Linked DNA regions of Mus musculus: all the other regions are linked to region 2. The links are chromatin contacts, called in public Hi-C and HiChIP or PLAC-seq maps. All regions are on one chromosome and are shown on one strand. The core of a region is the stretch at or near the end of the contact, and the rest is flanking DNA. Distances in the headings are between cores, read along the strand shown.

Region 1 (4,861 bases), core at 1,165-3,664, 370 kb before region 2:
TGCTCTCACAAAACGAAAACAAAAGCACAGAGCCATAATTTGCAGCTGCCTGTTGGTGGCCCACGCCTTTAATCCCAGCACTGGGAGGCAGAGGCAGGTGGAGCTCTTGAGCTCAAGGCCAGCCTTGTGTACAGATCGAGTTCCAGGCCAGTCAGGACTAAACAGAGAAACCCTGTCTTTAGAAAACAAACAAACAAGCAAAAACAGAAAAAAATGCCGCTAACACAAAGGCTGTGAGTGTTGCAAATTGGAACTCAGTTCGAGCTTGACTCAGGCAGAAGCCTCTATGCTTTGCTGAGACACACTCAATGCACTCTCTCTGCAGAAGCAGACAGCACCGTTTGCACGAGCAGGTGTGTTTCTCTGGAATATGGTTAGTGCATCGATTATGCTGACAACATTTGATAAATAAGCTTAGCTATGGATTTAGTCCTACACTGTTTCAAGCCCCGGGAGTCACATTTACCATCTAATGTGTAGCTAAGCATATTCAAGAAAAATTTAGTACCTTGTTAGTTAGCATCATGCCAGTCTACAGAAAAGTAAACACAGATCCAATCCATTATCCCTGGGAGAGTTTTCATGACGAACACTATAAAAATATAAAACGTAAGTATTAGAATTAAGACCTGCGGGATTGCAGTCCAGGCTGTGACTGATAATCAACCGAGTGATTTCTTTTGCTAGGACTTTTTGAAGTGGGGTTGATGGCGTACTCCATTATTACATGCTATGTATTACCTCAGTATTGATTGAAGCTGCTTCAAATTGCTCTTACATGTACTGGGCTATTAAAGCATCTTACAGAGGATACTGATGAAGACATGACATGTGGGTCCATGCATTTCTTTTTGTCTTTTTTTTTTCTCCCTCTTTTTTTTTTTTTGGTTTTTCAAGACAGGGTTTCTCTGTGTAGCCCTGGCTGTCCTGGAACTCACTCTGTAGACCAGGCTGGCCTTGAACTCAGAAATCTGCCTGCCTCTGCCTCCTGAGTGCTGGGATTAAAGGCATGCGCCACCACGCCTGGCTCGGTCCATGCATTTCAAGAACACCTCACTCACTCCTTACGACATGTGTTCAGGCACCAGGGGGGTTTTCTTTTTTCTTTTTTTCTTTCCTTTTATTGAAAATAGATTCTTTTCTCACACAGTACGGTTATCATATTTCTCTCTTGCTAAATATGCTATTTCCATCTAGGGTCGTGGCTGAGGGGTCATGAAAGTACATGGTATAGAAATTCCATGTATAGCTACTGTGGGGCCACAGTAAAGGACATGGAGAAGGGAAAGGTCAGGAGAGAAAAGAGACCAATCCCCTGGCACCAGCAGACACAGCATCTGTGGTTGAAGTACAGACCGACACAGTGAAACACCCGCCACAGTGTACTAGCAAGGGAAGGTCCAGTCTCAAAAATGAGATAGGTTTAAACCATCTAGGACTGATATTTCACACTACATCTCTCCTGCTGGTTTCTGGCTCCTAGAGTTGCTGAGAATCAGCTAAAATGAGGGAGCCCATGCTCCAGTTACAAAAACAAAGGGTATGTGGGGGAGGGGTGCCGGAGAGAGGGCTTGAGAACACTGATTGCTCTTCCTGAGGACCTGGGTTTAATTCCCGGAACCAAATGGTGGCTCACAACTGCCTGTAAGTCCAGTTGCAAGGGATCTGACATCCTCGGGCAGATATGCAAGCAAAATGCCAATGCACATAAAATGAATAAATTAAAAAATAACAACCCATACTTATATATAAACAAACTTAACTAAACCCCACCTCCCCTTCTCCCCCACAACAAGAACTATCTGGGAGATGAAGAGGCTCAGAGAAAGTGAGTGCAGAGTGGGCCACGTATCATCAAAATACCATGTATGCATGTGTGCAATTGTTGACACACTGCATGCTTGTATGCAGTTGTCGACACATTGCATGCTTGTATGCAGTTGTCGACAGACAAAGCATATGAAGAGGACTGACAGAGTGGAAGAAGAAGGGAGGAGAAACAGAAGTAGGTAAGAAACTTCTTAAAGCAAGAGCCCTGCTTGCCCCCCCCCCCCCCCCCCCCCCGACTTCCACAGTCTGGTGCTGAGCTAGCTGGTTGACCTTTGACCTTCATAGAACACCTCAAAGCTCAGCACCACACTTTGTTCTGGAAGGATCAGATGGCAAGTCTGAAAGGTATATGCAGACACTGACTGCAAAGTGCCCTTTGGCCCAGTGCTCTGAAACTGTGAAGATACCACAGAAACCGGAAGCTGAAACTCCTGCTGAGGGAGAGAAATCAGCCCTAAAGCTCACTGCACGTCAGAGTGCTGTTGCTGGCTGTCAGTGTTGTCTCTGTTTAGTACCACTTTAGAAGGGCGTGACATTGGATAATCGCCTTGGGGTGGGGTGGGAGAAGGCCACGTGTTTAGAAAGAGATCCATCTGTCGTGCAGCTTATATAATGAAGCCATTATTGTCTTGTCTGCTTGGATTTGGAGCTTGCCATACTCTCTGTGGCTCCCCGGCTTAGCCGCCCCTGCTTATGGCTTGAAAAATAATTGCACTCTTGCTTTTAACTGTAGTGTGATTTCCTGTTTGTAGACATCATCATGCCGCAAGTTGTATTCGTAACACAATTAAGGTGTGTATAATCTGGTATGCCTTTTGTTTAGTTTTCTTGTGACTCAATAGACAGAGAAGGGATACCACGGAGGTTTTATGTTGGATAATCACCCATGCATCCTGCCGGCACTGCCGTGCCCATTTTCAGTCCTCTAGAGAAGACGAGAATAGTGTTCCAGAAATATCAGCTAATGGCCCACTGCCTTTCCCTAACTTCCCTCGAGAAGATTTATCTTCATCTGACTCTGCACCAGCAACCGGAAAGCGCACTTACCAGCTTGTAAAGCACTTTCTACACCAGTGGGACAGTGAATGACGGGCAGAGTGATGTCATTCCTCTGCCTTGCTTCACAGCTGAAGTGAAATATTTGCTAACTATTTCACGCATTTTTTAAAAACGGACGTAAATGATAAACAACAGAACTTCAACAATTGAAACCCTGCAGGAGAGAACGTAAAACCTTGCTTGCTGCTCTGCCTGTTGCCATGTGGTCAGGAGAGAGAGCTTTTAAATTGAAGTGTTGACCTAGTCCTCCCAGCAGACTAAAGAATGACGGGCCGGCCGTCCTGAAAGAACCCCCACTCACTGTGCCTGCAGGCAGGCTTTTAGGGAGCTGCCATCTTGAACAACAGACATGTTTGGAGCATCAATCAGACAAATACAATGAGAAACTCCTTGCATGTGTTATTAGATCACCGTCACAAAGTAGTTCTCCGAGTTATTTACTTTTGTGTGTGTGGTACTCTGAATTGAAGCCAGTGTCTTATGCATGCCAGGCAAGTACTCTACAACTGAGGTACAGCTTGGTCCTTCAAATTGACTTTTAATTGAAATGTCTCCTGATCAGTCTGAGTGTGTGTGTGTGTGTGTGTGTGTGTGTGTGTGTAGGGGTATGTGTGTATGGTGTGTGTGTGTGTAGGAGTATGTGTGTATGTATGTGGTGTGTGTGTGTGTGTAGGGGTATGTGTGTATGGTGTATGTGTGTGTAGGAGTATGTGTGTATGTATGTGGTGTGTGTGTGTGTGTGTGTATGGTGTGTGTGTGTGTAGGAGTATGTGTGTATGGTATGTGGAGTGTGTGTGTGTGTGTGTGTGTGTGTGTGGTGTGTGTGGGAGTATCTCACTCTATATCCCAGGCTGACTCAAACTCAGCCTGCCAATCCTGAGACCACAGATGTGTACCACAAAGCCAGCAAGGGTGTGATTGTTCAAGTTTCAGGATTCCCCTGAGAAGGGACAAGAAGTAATCCTTGCATTGCTCTCCTTATCTGATGGGCACTTGGTGAACACCGTCTCACATCACACCCTGGATCTGTTCATGTTCTTTCTTGTCCCTGGAAACAGAAGTCAGAGCAGGGAAGAGAAGAGGAGGAGATGGAGGAGAAAGTCTGGTCATCTGCTCACCTGCATGGAGTGATATGTGTCCTTTATCCACACGATGCTCACAGCAGTGCCATCAAGTGAGAATTACTACTATTCCCATTTCCTGGGGCTAAGAAAGGACGGCGGCATCTGAGAGGCAAAGGAACGGGTTCAGCTTGCAGTTGGAGACATTAACCATTAGCTTGGGGTCATCACCACTAGACCACTAGATTATAGAGATAGACTTATGGCCAGCTATTTTCTCTTAAAAGCCCAGGTCTTTCATTTCTGCCTAGGAATAGAAAATGCCCACACAAATCATACTTTCTGACAATTGTGTGAATGCCAGTCATCATATTGAACTATGATAACAGAATATCATGGTCTGAGGGGCTTAATCATGAAGCTAAAGTCTAAATCTTGCTGTGACTAAGCATGCTAGAGAGAAAGACACCCCCTTTAATCTCTCCCTCCTTCCCTGCCTTTTTCCTTCCCTCCCATCCCCTCTCTGTGGGTATTGAACCACCAGAGCCGCCTGCAAGTCTCTAGCACAGACTTCCACTCCACTGGCTCATCTCCTCTCGTAAGGACACCAATCCTGACACTAGGGCTTTGTCTCCTGATCTAGTTACCTCCCCAAGGCCTGACTGCAAGTATATCATTCTAAGGGTTAGGACTTCAACGCAAGAACTTGAAAGGACACAAACATCCAGTTTATACTAATTCATGTTTTCAAACATGGGGACTAGTTAATGAGAACTATTTTGGCCTGTATATTATTATATGTGGCTGTGTTATATTAACTATTTTAAATATTACAAAAGTGAATTTATTCTATGGAAACTGCATAAATATCTCAGTACTCTTTGAAGGGTCTCTGGCCTGCCTGGGATGGC
Region 2 (4,374 bases), core at 1,483-3,982:
CTTTCCCTTAAAGGCCAGGCCTGGGGCACCCCTATTCACTTTACAAGAAGCCCCAAGTCTCCTAGAAAAAAAATTGCCTTTAGCTGGCAGCCCGTGGGAAAAGAGCCTGATGCCGTCAGCCTCTCAGACCCCACTACCCAAGGGAAGCCGTCACCACCCCTTCCTTCCTGGCCTCCGATTACATCTCCATCTAACACTCAGGGTCAGCTCTGAAAACGTCCCCAGACCTCATAAAAGTGTTCCCATTCTCTCCCTTCTCCTTATCAGAAGGTGCCACTAGGCTTCGGGACACCTATGGCTACCCCATTTGTGTATCAGCTTATTGTGTATTGTCTCCCGCGGACTTCTATAGCTACCCCACTTATGTATCAGCTTATTGTGTGTTGTCTCCCGAGGCTGTGAGTTCAGAGACAGTGTGGAGCTTATCACCTCTTGTCACCTTTATCTCTCAGGTGCCGGCATTGTGCCAGGCATGCAGAAGACACTTTGGAAGTACTGGGTAGACGGTCAGAAAGAGATGGACAGACAGATAAGCATTGGTATTCTTTTTTTAGTGCTAAACAAGTGTTGGGTCCCAGAGTTCTAGCATTTGTTTTGTACAAGGTCTTGCTATACATACAATTCAGGAGAACCTATGTGCATAGACTGGACTGGAACTCATGAAATTTTGCCTCTACTTTGCAAGTTCTATGATTAGAGGCACACAGTACCACATGCCCACCAGGATAGCCTCATTTTCCACAGTAAATTTGAGGAATATTGGTATCTAAAACCAAGCACCCTCAATGTAAACCGTTTCTTTTTACCAGCCAATCTGCTGCTAGTTTCTTTCTCTGCACAACGGCCAACATTGGCTAAAGCAAACAAGACCTTACTGTAGGTGCCACTGACCCAGAAAACTTAAAAGCTATGCAGTAGAGGTCATGCTGGTTCAGGTGCAGGGTGCTCCGTCACTTTAGGGGGAAACATGGGATGGCGTCAAGGGAGGCAGGTGATATGAGGCTCTGAAGATGGAGAAGATGGATGAAGAGAGGGGTCTGGAGGTGAGCTTCCAGCTTGTGACAGGAGCGAAGCGAGCTGTGAACATGGAGAGGGAAGCAGGCAGTGAGCCTTGGCTTGACCACTCCTAAGCTGTGTGGTGGGATATGTGCACTAGGAAAAAACAAAGCCAAGATGGAGGGACCTCACCTTTTCAGAGGAGCTGTGAGGGCTGAGGCTCTGAACAGTAGGGTGAAGTGCAATGAGAACTTTAAAAGGACCCAGGATGTGGTCTAAAGTGTGTGGATGGAGAACTGGACCTGGGAACTCGGTTTAGTCTGCATTTATGGAACCCATCATGTCTAGAAACAGAATTGCTTGCAAAGGTGTTGAGTTTCTTTTATTCTTCTCAACGGTTATGAAGTTTTGCTTCATAGACGGGATTGCAGGCTCCAAGAGTGGGGCAGGATAAAGACTGGGCTTTCTCCAGGTTGTCTACTTCTGTGAACGCTGAACTAGGGAAACAATCCATAAGATTTAAACTATTTTTTTAAAGTCGCCCTTCTTGGTGGGGGAGAGGGGAGAGCGGTGTGCAGAACTTCATATAGCACCCCAAACGCCCCTCCCAACTGAGACCAACGGGTGTGTGTGTGTGTCCGCGCGCGCGCGATGCGGGCCAGAAACGTGCATCCTCGCACAGATGATCGCACAGCCTCAGAAGCAAACACCCAGGCCGCCACCCTGTCGCCTGCTAAGAGGATCTGGCCGCCAACACTAGGGGGAAGGGAGGACAAAAACAAAACAAAACAACAGCAAAAATCCCAACATAATGAATGTCTCGGGGGATAGCTACTCCTCCCTCAAGCTAACCCAGAAAACAAGCGCTCTACTTCCCCGGAAATGACATGCATAGGGGCATGCATTTCGTCCCAAAGCTGAGAAGCCTTGCAGGATTAGCTTTAGAGGCTCCTAGAACCCAAAAAGCAGCATCCCTTGAGTCTCTCAGGCTCTGCTCCCAGAGCTGGTGGCCACCATCCAAAGGAGCGGCGCCCCAGGCGACTGTTCCTGTAGGACCCGCCAACTACGCCCGCCTCCAGCCGCGGGGCACCGGCAGCAGTGCAGAGAACGGGACGCGGGCGGTGGCTTCCGGGGCCCGCCGGCGCCCGGACTCCGATTACAGGTTCACACCAGGAGCCCGGCAGGCGCGCCCTCGTGCAGCCCGGCTCCCCCGCCTGGCTATTCTTCTCCATTCATGCAGCCGCCCAGAGCAGCCGCCCAGAGCAGCCGCCGCCGCCGCCGCCACCGTCGCCGCCGCCGTCGCCGTCCGTCCGGATTGGCTGGCGGCCGGGGCGCCGGCACTTTCCCACGGCCCGCGGCGCGTGCGGCTCACCGGCGGCGCTGCAGGCGCGGCCCTGGCACACGGCCAGGCCAATCCGGGCGCGCGGGGTGGGGCTGGGCGGGGCGGTGGCTATCGCCGGGCTGGTGTCCCGGGCCGGCCCCCCATTTCTGCCCGCCGCCGGCCCACCGCCGCCCGCGGCCCCCAGCCGAACTCCTGCGGAGCCGACGCACTGCCGCCGGGCAGGGGCGGGCTCCGGGGGCGGGGAGCAGCCAGCCTCGGCCTCCGCTCGTCCCGCCCCCATGCGGCTGCCAATCTGCGCAGCGAGGCGCCAATTGGCCGGGGCACGCGGTTACCCGGGAGCCGTGGCCCCGCCCCTGCCCCAACCTCTCCGCCTTCCCCGCCCTCCCCCTATCCATGGGAAGGGGCGCAGCGTGGGAAAGGGATGGTTGAGTTTTAACCGGAGACTGAGCGTGAGTGGGATCAGTGTGCACGCACCTCCCGCAGCCGAGCGCTGAGCGGCCACTGCAGTTAACTCCTCCTTGCCCGCCGCGCGACCCTCCTCGGAGCCCACGCTCCGCCACCATGAAGAGAGCTCACCCAGACTACAGCTCCTCAGATAGTGAGCTGGACGAGACCATCGAGGTGGAAAAGGAGAGCGCGGACGAGAATGGGTGAGTTGGCGGCGTCCGACCGATCCGGAGCGGGAGGAGAGGATGGGGTGCGCTGATGCTGGGTTCCCTTTGCCGGGAGTCGTGGGCCGGCAGCTGCTGGCTGGGAGCAATCGTCCCCGAGCCCTCCAGCTCAAGTTGCCAAAGAAATCTGGTGTAGGAGGGCTCTCCTTTCCTTTCTCAAGGCAATTGCTTCCCATCTTACAGAAACTTGAGTTCGGCGCTGTGTTCCATGTCCCCAACGACATCGTCCCAGGTTTTGGCCAGGAAAAGACGGAGAGGCGTGAGTACCCCCCCCCCCAATAATTTAAATATATATGCACATTGTTATATTAATTAATTAACTAACGGAAAGAACCACATTTCTTCTCGTTGGAATGTACAGTCATAACGTAAATGCCCTCCTTTGTTTTTGTCTGCTTCCCATAGATCATCGAGAAGCGCCGACGAGACCGAATCAATAACAGTTTGTCTGAGCTGAGAAGGCTGGTACCCAGTGCCTTTGAGAAGCAGGTAATGGAAGTATGAGAGCGCTGAGTGTAGCCATCGGCACCTTCTGATTCCCTCCCCTCCGTGCTTCTAACCTCATTTGTGCCAAGTCGTTGGATGTTCTTACACAAATTCCCACAGATTTTGTGGATATACGTGACTTTTGCTTTTTTTTTTACGTTTGTATTTTACATGTATGTATATTTGTGTGCATATTTTAAGTTCTCCAAAGGCACTTGTGTCAGATAAGCCTTTTGTCTTCTTTTTAGGGATCTGCTAAGCTAGAAAAAGCTGAGATCTTGCAGATGACTGTGGATCACCTGAAAATGCTGCACACTGCAGGAGGGAAAGGTATTCCTCTCCAGTTCAGCTGGGGCTTTGCGTGCTCGGCGTGGGGGGTGGGGGTGGTAGCAAGCGCAGTCTGGGATTGGTGCAGTCCCTGCCTGCTTTGCTTTGTGGGGTGGGGAGAGCAGTATGTGCTTGCCAGCCAAGTGCACCTTCAACAGCACATGGGTTCTTGAGCAGTGAATACATCACCCCAATCCTCTTTCAACTGAGCTAATGCACCTTTCAGCAAGCGCCTGTCTCCCGGAGCTCCTCCGGTTGTGACAGCCCTGATTTAGGTCAAGTCACTCATGTTTGTCTGTTGCTATTTAAGAAAGGATTGGGAAATGGCTTATTAAAAAGAACAACTAGATAGTCGGAATTTTATATACAGATTTAGAAAACGAACTGCCAAAAGAATTTGGAGGAAAGAGACATGTTGGGGCTAAATAGAGAGGAAAAAAAAATCTAACGGGGTGAGAGACTGAAGCCCGTGTCTGTCTCCAGCCACCAGATTCTTCACCAAGGACCAAGTGCCTAAAAGCTCCACGATGATAACTTACATCTGTGTGTCTA
Region 3 (4,343 bases), core at 402-2,901, 420 kb before region 2:
GATCAGGGATTGGCTGTTGAATGACTAAATGACTGCATCTCAGAGGCCACATCTGCTGAATGGTGATCCTGCTGATGGAACTGAGGGGCTGTGACATCAGGCCCTTGACATTCACAGTCTCCTGTGAGAGACCTGACTGCCTCACAACCTCAGAATAAGTCCCACTTCTGTAGATAAGACAACATGGAAACTTAGGGGTCAGTGCTGAGAACCACGGGGCTAACAATGAGCAGAGCTGGAATTTACGTTTCGTTTCTGCATATCTATAGTCTGGAAGCACTCACAAGCTTGTCAGAATCCTCTCTAACACAGATGCAAAGAACAGGACTTTACTCCCTAGTGCCAATTTAGATATGCCAGCAGATCCAAGACCATTGCCTATTGGCAACTATCCCCCTCCCTCTTCCCCCTCCTCCTTCCCCTCCCCTCCCACTCTCCTTTTCTCTTTTCTTTTCTCTTTCCTCTTTTTTCTTTTCTCTTCTCTTCTCTTCTTTTCTTTTTCTTTTCTTTCTTTCTTTTTTTTTTTTTTTGAGACAGGGTCTCACTATGTGGCCCTAGCTGGCCTAGAACTAGCTGTATAGACCAGGCTGGCCTCTGTATCACAGAGATCTACCTGCCTTTGCCTCTCTAGTGATGAGATTAAAGATGTGCACTACCACCCAGGGCTATTTATTGGATTTTTGTGGTAGGGTCCCATATGATTTAGGTGGGCCTGAAACTCACTGTGTAGTTGATGACTCCCTGCCTCCACCTTGTAAGCGCGCTACAGAGCTGGGGACAGGGTCTCTCTGACGTAGCTTAGGCTAGACTTAAATCCTAGGGCCTCCTTCCTCACCTCAGCCTCCGGAGTGCTGGGATCTCGGGTTCATGCTTGCCTAACAGAATACAAATATCGTTATACTGTACTGCACAGGAGATCACAACCAGCAAAACGTTTGCATGTGCTCAATATAGAAGCCATTTTCCAACTAACCCACTCCACCTGTGTCTGGCTAAACTGGAGATATGGAGTGCCCACGAACCTGCTGCCAGCACGACCTCCAGACATTAGCTAGTCCTTGCAGGACAGTGGTGTTCGTTCCCATAAATGGGGCTATAAGACTGGGTGGTGCTGGCGTACACCTGTGAACTCATCACTTGGGAGACAGAGACAGAAAGATCTCTGTGAGTTTAAAGCCACCTTGGTCTACAGAGCAAGTTCCAGGACAGCAGAGCTACATGAAGAAGCTCTGTCTCGGAAAAACCAAAGCAAAACGAGGTGTGAGACATCCCTCATGAATGGGATAGATTGAAGATTGCTGCCTGGGGATGCCGGCTCACTCCTGTACTTCCATCGCTGGGAAGCCTGTTTTATTTTGTTTTGTTTTTTAGAGACAGGGTTTCTCTGTATAGCCTTGGCTGTCCTGGAACTCACTTTGTGTAGACCAGACTGGCCTTGAACTCAGAAATCCGCCTGCCTCTGCCTCCCAAGTGCTGGGATTAAAGGCGTGCGCCACCACGCCCGGCTTCATCGCTGGAAAGTCTGAAGCAGCAGGGTCCACATACAACCTGGGCTACAGAGTAAGCCCAGGCTTACCCAGAATACATAGCAAAATGCCATTTCAAAAATAAGATAACTTAACAAGACTAGAATAATATTACTGCCGTGAACATAAAAGGCTTCCTCTTTCATGTTACAAAATGGTGGGGGAAGATAAAAATGGCACAGAAGATTTCAACAAAACTTTCTCAGTTTGTTTGAGTTTTGCTTAGAATGCAAGAAGGAAGGAACTCTGAGTTGTTGGGGTTTGTTGTTGTTGTTGTTGTTGTTTCGTGACTTTAAAAAACATTTTTTTTTAAAATGGAGTTTCTCTTTTTAGTCCTGGCTGTCCTGAAACTCACTCTGTAGACCAGGCTGGCTTCTCAAACTCGACAGTTTTTCCTGCCTCTGCCTCCCAAGTGCCACACCCAGTTGCGTATTTGAGAGCCATTAACCCGAAAGACCGGAGAGGAAGTCGTCCCCGCCCCCCGCCCCCCCCCCCCCCCCACTTCTCCCGCTCTGCAGCAGAACTGCTCTGTGAGCCTGCTCTCTTTCTGCTTGTAAATCCACTTTATCTGCTGACTTGGAGCCACAGGACAGGGAAATGGCGTCTAAAAGTGACTTGGAATTCTGGGGACATTCTTGGCTGAGACACCCAATCACAGGATCAGCCAGCCCCGGGCCAGATTGTGAAAGAAGCTACGTGTCTCAGGGCGCCTCCATTCCTGAACCCCCACCTGCCCTTTCAACATCTGCTTCCGCCCCAGGCACCAACAGTCACGAGATTCCTAAAGTCACCTTTCCCAGCACACTGAAGTCAGGCTTACAAAGGTAAGAGACTTGCCAAAAGTGGGCTCAGCCCTGCTTTGAAAGTCTTTATGGAATAGTCAGAGAGAGACAGGGAATTACTGAGACGCCAGAGAGGGTGTCTCTAAAATGCCTTCAAAGGAAAGGCCATGCCAGACGTGGTTGTGTTTGCCTGTTATCCCAGCACCTGGGGCACAGGAGAATCAGGAGCCCAGGTCAGTCTCAGCTACATAGCTACTCTGAGGTCAGCCTACGCTACATGAGACCCTGCCAGAGCAATACAGAGGGATGGAGAAAGAACGGAAGGGACGGGAAAAGGAAAGAGAGAAGACCAGGGGACATTTTCAGTGTCTCAGCACCTCTGTATGACACAACTAGCCTCCATCTTCTTCAAAATCAAGTACTCCAACTGGGTGCTTTGCAGGCACCATACACAAATGTATGGAAGGAACAAAGGACAGGCAGGGTGAGACTCACTGAGAATGGACCCATGAAGAAACAGACAAAGTTCCTCCCTCTCCTTTTCTCCATTTCTGCTTACATGATGGACGTGGGAGAGAGACGAGGGTGTCTAGGAGAACCCGTCAAGTTTTATATTACACTACATTGTAGTTTATATTATAAAGGGTCAATAAATATTTTTTAAATAAACAGAAAGCAGGTAAATGAATCAGGAACTCATAACAGCCATTGCAACTTGAGGTGGATGCAGCCTTAGGATGCCCACTGAGCAGAGATGCTGAAGGAGCCTCCGCGGGTCACGGGAAGGGGACCGAGGCAGCTGGGCATTCCAAGTCAGGACCCCCAAGCTCTAGGGATGGCATCAGGTGGTTTTTTGTCAGTTTGCATTTACTGTTCTTTCCCTGGTGTTGACTGTATTTTATTTATTTCTATTTGGTAATTTACTTACCTTTGAAGTGTCCTATCCACTGCCACCTCTTCCAGGATATTTTATGTCTTAAGTAGGTGGGCCACTGCTACTCCTGTTACACTCCCACAATGTTCAATCCCGACCTTACTAGAAGCCCTTAGTACTGTCCCTTGACGTCGGGCAGCGCTTAGGATGTAACCACCACGTGCCTGCTGCACGCTAGGCAAGTGCTCTGCCGCTAAGCTGCATCCCTATTCTCCATCCAAGAGAGCTGTCTTTACCCCTAGGAGTAGCAAATTGTAATAGGTTAAATGCCTGGGTCTCAGGCCATCAGCTAAGTTTAGAAGGCTCACTATGAGGGGTGCAGTTTCCTTGTTCCTTCATCGTCTCCTTCAAAATAAGATTTTAAATTGTAGTGACAGTAGATTTCTTTTTTAAGGCGGAATCCCCATGTGTAGCCCTGGCTGACCTGGTACTCATTATGTAGACCAAGATGGCCTCAAGTTTATAGTGAGCCTCGGGCCTTTGCTCCCATGATGCGGAGCTTATGGGTGTGCACCATAATGACCGACCCAACTCCCAACATCCTGATCATCCTACGGGAAGGGGCATCTTGCTCGAGTGTAGTCAACAAATATTTCTCAGTCAGGAAAGGAATGAGTTGGCCACCAACAGTTCAGGTGCTTGCATGGAAACTATTTTGGATCAGGGCCCCCCCTGAGCTGCCTAGATCTCACCTCAGGGGAGGCTGCTTCTCGACTTGACCTCATCTGAACCAAAAAATGCTGGGGAAAGGGCTGCGTTCACCGTTTGGCTGCCATCTCTCCACCTTGGGGCACTCTTAAAGTAAATGGTTTGCACCAGCTAGAGAGGACTCAGAGTAAGAAGGAGATGATGGAATGGCGTCCGGAGTACCTGGGGACAAAGGCCAAGGGGCAGCCAAGCTGTAACGCTGCCATCCTACCCTCTGTATTCCGACGATCTCTGGGTCTCCTTCCCAAACCCATGCTGAGTTAGCCCCGATGCCAATTCTCCAGGCAGGGCTAAAAAGGGATGCAGTTTCCTTGCTCTTTCTGAAAAGGCCGAGAGGGTAGATTTTAGCCAAGGTCTCTGGGGTGAAAACTGAGGCTGCGTGCTGTTGCCTGA

The links. Hi-C and Micro-C count contacts between places; a contact is called where the count stands out from the background. HiChIP or PLAC-seq counts read pairs in DNA pulled down with a chosen protein or histone mark.
Region 1: a contact with region 2 is called in a Hi-C map of muscle stem cells, with 2.9 times the contacts expected there. The contact joins the enhancer-like site here to the promoter of Hey1 in region 2. A contact is called at or near these places in 5 of 39 promoter capture datasets (the 3T3-L1 cell line, the HPC-7 cell line, cranial neural crest and 2 more), 6 of 484 Hi-C or Micro-C datasets (cerebral cortex, muscle stem cells, myocytes and 1 more), 5 of 115 datasets of contacts at active chromatin or transcription factors (astrocytes, bone marrow-derived macrophages, embryonic midbrain and 2 more) and 1 of 9 other capture datasets (adipose tissue).
Region 3: an H3K27ac HiChIP or PLAC-seq map of embryonic stem cells shows a contact between it and region 2, with 6 times the contacts expected there. The contact joins the enhancer-like site here to the promoter of Hey1 in region 2. A contact is called at or near these places in 5 of 39 promoter capture datasets (embryonic stem cells, liver, neutrophils and 2 more), 3 of 115 datasets of contacts at active chromatin or transcription factors (bone marrow-derived macrophages and embryonic stem cells) and 4 of 9 other capture datasets (adipose tissue, embryonic stem cells, liver and 1 more).

The regions. Positions count from the first base shown.
Region 1 is chr3:9,032,099-9,036,959 of GRCm38.p6, reverse strand. No RefSeq gene overlaps it. Among named protein-coding and RNA genes, the nearest start is that of Gm46832, 7.0 kb to the right of the region's middle. Within about 2 kb of position 2,414, at least 131 of the 459 cell types and tissues checked have an H3K27ac peak or open chromatin away from gene starts, as enhancers often do. A contact at or near this core is called in adipose tissue, bone marrow-derived macrophages, cerebral cortex and 2 more, where this site is marked.
Region 2 is chr3:8,665,396-8,669,769 of GRCm38.p6, reverse strand. Hey1 (hairy/enhancer-of-split related with YRPW motif 1) reads left to right here and starts at 2,732. Exons shown (of 5, transcript NM_010423.2): 1 at 2,732-2,988; 2 at 3,193-3,268; 3 at 3,415-3,498; 4 at 3,744-3,825. The coding sequence starts at 2,900. It overlaps LOC115489673, which reads left to right and starts at 82. Exons shown (of 2, transcript XM_030252957.1): 1 at 82-2,546; 2 at 2,692-2,846. The coding sequence starts at 1,884. The coding sequence ends at 2,832.
Region 3 is chr3:9,080,144-9,084,486 of GRCm38.p6, reverse strand. No RefSeq gene overlaps it. Among named protein-coding and RNA genes, the nearest start is that of 4930539M17Rik, 20 kb to the right of the region's middle. Within about 2 kb of position 1,651, at least 15 of the 459 cell types and tissues checked have an H3K27ac peak or open chromatin away from gene starts, as enhancers often do. A contact at or near this core is called in embryonic stem cells, where this site is marked.